Regions from separate parts of the Mus musculus genome. Here region 1 is linked to region 2. Evidence: chromatin contacts called from public HiChIP or PLAC-seq data. All regions are on one chromosome and are shown on one strand. The core of a region is the stretch at or near the end of the contact, and the rest is flanking DNA. Distances in the headings are between cores, read along the strand shown.

Region 1 (3,439 bases), core at 837-3,336, 280 kb before region 2:
AGAAAAGAAGCCTACCAAAGAACAGTCCCCTGGGGACAAACGGACAGATGGACAGATGAACAGATGGACGAAAGGATGGACACACACACCGATGTCCTTGTCATTTCTTCCATCCTGGTTCCCCAAGACAAGGTAAGAGCACCTACATAAGGCCAACCTGCCCAAAAGCCCAAGGGAGAAAAAAGGGAAATTGAGACCTCAATTATCCCCATATTAGGCGTCTCCTGACCACGTCAAGGAATATTTCCATAAGGCCATCCAGGAGTCCAACCTTTCCCTTCTGCTAGCCTTCCTGGCTTGTCACTAATAGCTGTGACTCCCTCACAACAGAAACCCATCTTCAGACACCTGTGACCAACAAGGACTCTAGACTCTAGGGCCCGGAGGATCCATCTAAAACCAGCCTATGAAAGGGCAACAAAAGCACTGAATTGGATAAGAAGACCTAAGATGCTCTTGTCAAGTGGGAATAAGGCTTCCACATCCAGAAGCACCTCCTCGAAGATACATTGTTGCGGATAAATTCAAACCAGCCCAGGAATCTCAAGTGGTTACTAAACACTGTTCACCATTGTTTCCTCCAGTGTGTCAGCAAGGCAGCAGCCTGTCCTAGCCTTTGGAAAACTTCCCCTGGGCTAGTCAGGACTAGAAGCAACAATATGGTCCTTTTTGCTGAACATTTGGGAAGCAAAGGAAGATTTCCATATCTCCACTATTGTTCCTGGGGACCCAAGAAAACCTTATCTTATAGGATCATCTACATTCTGAGCCTGAGGTAGAATCCAGATCTTCTGAGAAGGCCATACCAAGCTAACTGGTCTAAACTTCTCCATAGGAAGGCTGTGGGGACCATGTGCAAGAAGGTTCTGACATTACCTTCAACTAGAAAACGCAGGAGCCAGAAAGAGCACTCCCTGTGAGAATGATTTCCTGACTGGCCACCAGGCTAGGATATTATCAGAGATGAATTGGCCTGACAGCGTGAGTAAACATGAGTCAACACACACAGAAGCAAACCAATGACCACATCAAGCACCTTCACAGTCACAGTAATTACCACTTACCAGAGTGCACTATGTTACCTGGTTTAATCTAATTATTCCCAGCACACAATTCACAGGCTCAGGGATTACTTTACATGCCCAAGGTCATACAGCTGCTAACCTTCTAAGTAGTTTTAAACTCACGTCTGACTCCCTTTTGAGACGTGATCTTTCCACTACACCACACAGCTTGCCTTAAAGGGAATAATGACAGTAGTCGTTACTTTGTAACTGCCTCGACCAGGGTGATACAAAGTAAAAGATGGGAGTCTCTGTGCCTCCCTGCGAACTCTCCCCAGCCCATTAAGCATCTGTGTATTGAATCAAGGGAAATTCTCAAGAGCAGAGTGGGAGTGGGTCTCAGACCCCAGGTCACTTGTATGCCACAAAACGAGGAGCCCTGACCCCAGCACCCTTTTTCCGCTTCGTGAGGCATCCACAAAATACCAGCCATCCCATATTCTTCCCACACCTGCTGCCCTCCGCCCGGGACTTCACCACTGGCTACCCGGATCCACCCACAAACTCGCCGCTGGCGACCATCAGCTCCCAGCCTTACCGCGGGTGGGCGGATCTTGCAAATGCCGGACTTCTCGGCGATGGGTCTGATTTTCGCGATGTAGCCAAGAGGGTCTCGGAACTCGGCCCAGCTAGGCTCGAACACCGGACACTCCGGCGGCGGTAGGAAATCGTCGGACCCCAGCTCCATGGTGGGCCCGAGGGCTGGGCCAGAGATCGGGAGGGCTCAGGTCGCCCTTAAGGACGCATGGCGCCGCCGCTGTCTGAAACCGAGGTACTTCTCGGAGTCTAGGCCCTAAGCAGGACGGCCACCGCCCGTCAAGGGCTTAGGGGGGCGGGTGCCGTGCTCTAAAAGTCTCAGGCTGAGGTTCCTTTTACAGGTTCTTAGTCCTGTTCCGTTTCTTCCACACCTTACCGCTGCCTCCCAACTACTGAAGCCTTCACTACTACAGTTAAGTCCCAGTCGCGGCAGGTTTCACCGCTGCCACCGCCATCTTGGTTTGTCAGCGTCTCCTCCCCCCCACCTCTGTACCTCACCACAACAAACCAGATCCCTCCGCAAGGTGTCTCTCCGAGTTCCGTTTACTTTGAGTCAGAAAAAAACCTAGGAAGCCTTCATCATGTGATGACCGAAAGAAATCGGGTTGTATATGTCCCTTATTTGGAGGTGGTTAGTTAAAAACATTTCTCAGGCTAAGAGAAAATAGTTCATTTCATTGGCGGAAGAACAAAATTGTAAATCGATGGCCGGATCCTTTTACCGGATGGACCGGCGATGCACGTTTAAAGGCCAGTGATGCGCATGCGCAGTCTCTAGACAAACCGGAAGAGGAGCTAGTGTCCATAAGTAGTGAGCCTAAACTAGTACGCGCCCATGCGCGCTCGCACACGCTCGCGCACGCGCACGCACACACCCTAGATCCCAAGCCGGTTGTCTCCTCCCCAATGTCCTTTGCTGCTTCTCTCAGGTCCTTTCAGTGAGAACCACGGAAGGCGGTGATTTCGAGGAACCTCCGCCCCCTTCCTCCCCCTCCCCCTCCCATTCCGCGTGTCTACTGCTGAGTGAATTGAAGATTTACCAGACTTACACCTCTGAGGTTTTTGTTTTTAAATGAAAGAAGGAAACTCCTCACTCCCTAGAGAATGTGGAGTTTTAGAAGCTTCAGTCCCACGTAGAGTAAAAATGCATTATTCTCCCCAGTATCATTGGCCATCAGCATTTTAAAGAATGCTTTCGACTGTTTGGTATACATTGTAACTATATAAACACTTTGTATAATATGTGTGTATCCATTTTTGTAGCAACTACTGCTACAAAAAAACCAAAAGGCCTGGATGTTTACATTTTTGTTTATTCCATGTATATGCAGTACATAGAGGCTAAAAAGGGGGGGATTTTGAGTTTGAGACCAGCCTGAGCTACATAGCAAGATCCTGCCTCACAAAGTAGTAGTAGTAGTAGTACTAGTAGTAATATTATTATTACTAATGGCCGGGCAGTAGGTGGCACATGCCATTAATCCCAGCACTTGGGAGGCAGAGGCAGGTTGTACAGTGAGTTCTTGTCTCCAAAAAAAAAAAAAAAAAGGGCAGGCATGGTGGCATACATCTTTAATTCCAGTACTCAGGAGGCAGAGGTAGATGAATCTCTGAGTTCAATGTCATCCTGGTCTACAGAACTACTTCCAGGATAGCCAGGATAGGGCTACTCCCCATCTCAAAAACTCAATAGTAATAATAGTAATAATAATGTAAAGTAATGGAACTGGACAGGAGAAAAGGCATTAAAATTAAGGTTAGTAAGTTTGCTGTTCCTCACCTGAAGACATTTTGCTTTTCTACCTGAGGAACATCTCTGTAAAGAGTAAAGAACACCA
Region 2 (3,128 bases), core at 101-2,600:
CACCTGAAAAAATGTTCAACATCCTTAATCATCAGGGAAATGCAAATCAAAACAACCCTGAGATTCCACCTCACACCAGTCAGAATGGCCAAGATCAAAAATTCAGGTGACAGCAGATGCTGGCGAGGATGTGGAGAAAGAGGAACACTCCTCCATTGTTGGTGGGATTGCAGGCTTGTACAACCACTCAGGAAATCAGTCTGGCGGTTCCTCAGAAAATTGGACATAGTACTACCGGAGGATCCAGCAATACCTCTCCTGGGCATATATCCAGAAGATGCCCCAACTGGTAAGAAGGACACATGCTCCACTATGTTCATAGCAGCCTTATTTATAATAGCCAGAAGCTGGAAAGAACCCAGATGCCCCTCAACAGAGGAATGGATACAGAAAATGTGGTACATCTACACAATGGAGTACTACTCAGCTATTAAAAAGAATGAATTTATGAAATTCCTAGCCAAATGGATGGACCTGGAGGGCATCATCCTGAGTGAGGTAACACATTCACAATGGAACTCACACAATATGTACTCACTGATAAGTGGATATTAGCCCAAAACCTAGGATACGCAAGATATAAGATACAATTTCCTAAACACATGAAACTCAAGAAAAATGAAGACTGAAGTGTGGACACTATGCCCCTCCTTAGAAGTGGGAACAAAACACCCTTGGAAGGAGTTACAGAGACAAAGTTTGGAGCTGAGATGAAAGGATGGACCATGTAGAGACTGCCATATCCAGGGATCCACCCCATAATCAGCATCCAAACGCTGACACCATTGCATACACTAGCAAGATTTTATCGAAAAGACCCAGATGTAGCTGTCTCTTGTGAGACTATGCCGGGGCCTAGCAAACACAGAAGTGGATGCTCACAGTCAGCTAATGGATGGATCACAGGGCTCCCAATGGAGGAACTAGAGAAAGTACCCAAGGAGCTAAAGGGATCTGCAACCCTATAGGTGGATCAACATTATGAACTAACCAGTACCCCGGAGCTCTTGACTCTAGCTGCATATGTATCAAAAGATGGCCTAGTCGGCCATCACTGGAAAGAGAGGCCCATTGGACACGCAAACTTAATATGCCCCAGAACAGGGGAACGCCAGGGCCAAAAAGGGGGAGTGGGCGGGTAGGGGAGTGGGGGTGGGTGGGTATGGGGGACTTTTGGGATAGCATTGGAAATGTAAATGAGCTAAATACCTAATAAAAAATGGAAAAAAATATTTTTTTAAAAAAAGAGGTCTTGTCTGGCATTAGAGAGATAGCACAGCAATTAAGAGTTCTCTTCCAGAGGACCTGACTTCAATCACCAATGCCCACACAGTGACCTCACAAGACTAAGTCCAAAGCCCTTTTCTGGCTTCCACCCTTTTATGACTCTGTGGGCACTGCATGCAGAGCAGTGGGATTTCCCTAGGAGGGAGGGAGCATGTTCTGGTATGTGTGGTTGGGGGCATCATACATGAAGTACCAGAAGGTCTCATCATTTTAGAATTACTGGTGGGAGAAAAAGAACAGCAATGGTTTGAGAAAGCTGCAGTATTGTCAAAAACAAAGAACAAAAAACAAAGAGCATCTATGTTCCAATTAGGACAGCAAAGTGACCCCCCCCCAACTTTCAGAGATGTTGTGAATATAGATGGTTTATATGAATGAGTGAACATTGTGTTCTAGAAGCCAAAATCTCACAATGCAGATTAGAAGAAGAAATTTTGTTTCTTTGCGTGAGGAAGTAACAAGGAGTAGATTACTCTATTGTCTTGAACAAAAAAAAAAAAAAAAAAAAAAAAAAAAAAACCCAGATAGTATATGTGAAACAAAAGTTTCCAGATCTGAGGCCACAGGAAGTGTGATATTGTGCTCCTGGGGAGAATGAATCATGATGGTTTGGAGGGTTTCCAGAAGTGGTGCAGAGAGGGCATGGTGATTAATCCTGGATGTCAACCTCACTGCAGTGAGAGGCACCTTGAAAATTGGTAAAGTATACTTCTGGCTGTTTGCTGAGTCATTGGCATGTGGGTCAGTGAAACGGAGTCAGGAAAACCTGCCCTGAATGCGGGTGGTGCCATCCAAACAAAAGTGAGGGGGTAGGCACAGTGGCACACACCTTTAACCCTCCTAGCACTAGGGAGGTGGAAGCAGGAGGATCACTGTAAGCTTGAGGTCAGCTTGTTTATAGAGTGAGACCTGAGGTCAAATGGTACATATAATAAGACCCTGTCTCATAGCCGACAGACTCTTGCAGGGGGTGGGGTGATTGTCTTCAGTTGTGTACTTACTGATGAGCCCACCAGGCTCCACACCCATGGTCACACAGATGGCCGTGGTTATACACAAAACATTAAAAGAGAAAAAGAGAGACATGGATGTAGGAAAGGGAATTGTGGTGAGGAGGAGGGTTGACAAGGATAGGATGGAGAAGAGAGTGGAGGGTGAGAGTAATCAGAATGCATTGTATACATTTCAGATATTATCAAAGATTAAATGTAACTAATAACAACAACACACTTAGGAAAAGTGCAAGGGGAAGCATGCATAACTTGACCTTGCTTGAGTGGACACATCTTATCGTTGCTGCCACCACCTCCCATAGATCTCAGGCTCAAATCATTCAACCTTGGATTGGGGAGTTGGCAGCAGTGACCCTCCAGTGATCTTGCAAGCCTGCAGCTTTAAGATTCAACTGTGTTATTGGTCTGACCTGTTTTAAGGCTTCCAGTTTCCTCGACTGAGTAACTAGTGAGATTTTTCTAATCTGAGATTGACACTATGGCTATATATTTAGTTCATGCCAGCTGCCAATCTAATATGATAATATAGGTAATGGATAATATTCTCTCTCTGTCTCTGTCTCTCTCCTGTTCCTTAGGAGATTTCTGAGTAATAGTCAAGAGGAACTGGTGGTTCCCTCTGAGTTTAGAAGATAATGGCAGCTAGGACTCTCACAACAGTACAGAGTAACACAGAGGCAATTCTTGCACAGACAAAGCAAGCCTGGGAGACCTCTACTGGGTGGCTTTCAAGTCTCCAGTTGAATTTTGATGAGCATTCACAGGTGAGGAAATTTCACAGACTAGGTGTTAGAATCAAGAGGCATAATCTTCATTAGTTTGAATGAA

What was found. HiChIP or PLAC-seq counts read pairs in DNA pulled down with a chosen protein or histone mark.
Region 1: a contact with region 2 is called in a FOXA1 HiChIP or PLAC-seq map of pancreatic cancer cells. The contact joins the promoter of Kdm5c here to the enhancer-like site in region 2. A contact is called at or near these places in 7 of 39 promoter capture datasets (the 3T3-L1 cell line, the HPC-7 cell line, hippocampal neurons and 2 more), 1 of 115 datasets of contacts at active chromatin or transcription factors (pancreatic cancer cells) and 1 of 9 other capture datasets (adipose tissue).

Annotation. Positions count from the first base shown.
Region 1 is chrX:152,231,874-152,235,312 of GRCm38.p6, reverse strand. It overlaps Kdm5c (lysine (K)-specific demethylase 5C), which reads right to left and starts at 2,086. Exons shown (of 26, transcript NM_013668.4): 1 at 1,603-2,086. The coding sequence starts at 1,752.
Region 2 is chrX:151,950,168-151,953,295 of GRCm38.p6, reverse strand. No RefSeq gene overlaps it. Among named protein-coding and RNA genes, the nearest start is that of Mir98, 39 kb to the right of the region's middle. Within about 2 kb of position 1,350, at least 49 of the 459 cell types and tissues checked have an H3K27ac peak or open chromatin away from gene starts, as enhancers often do. A contact at or near this core is called in the HPC-7 cell line and pancreatic cancer cells, where this site is marked.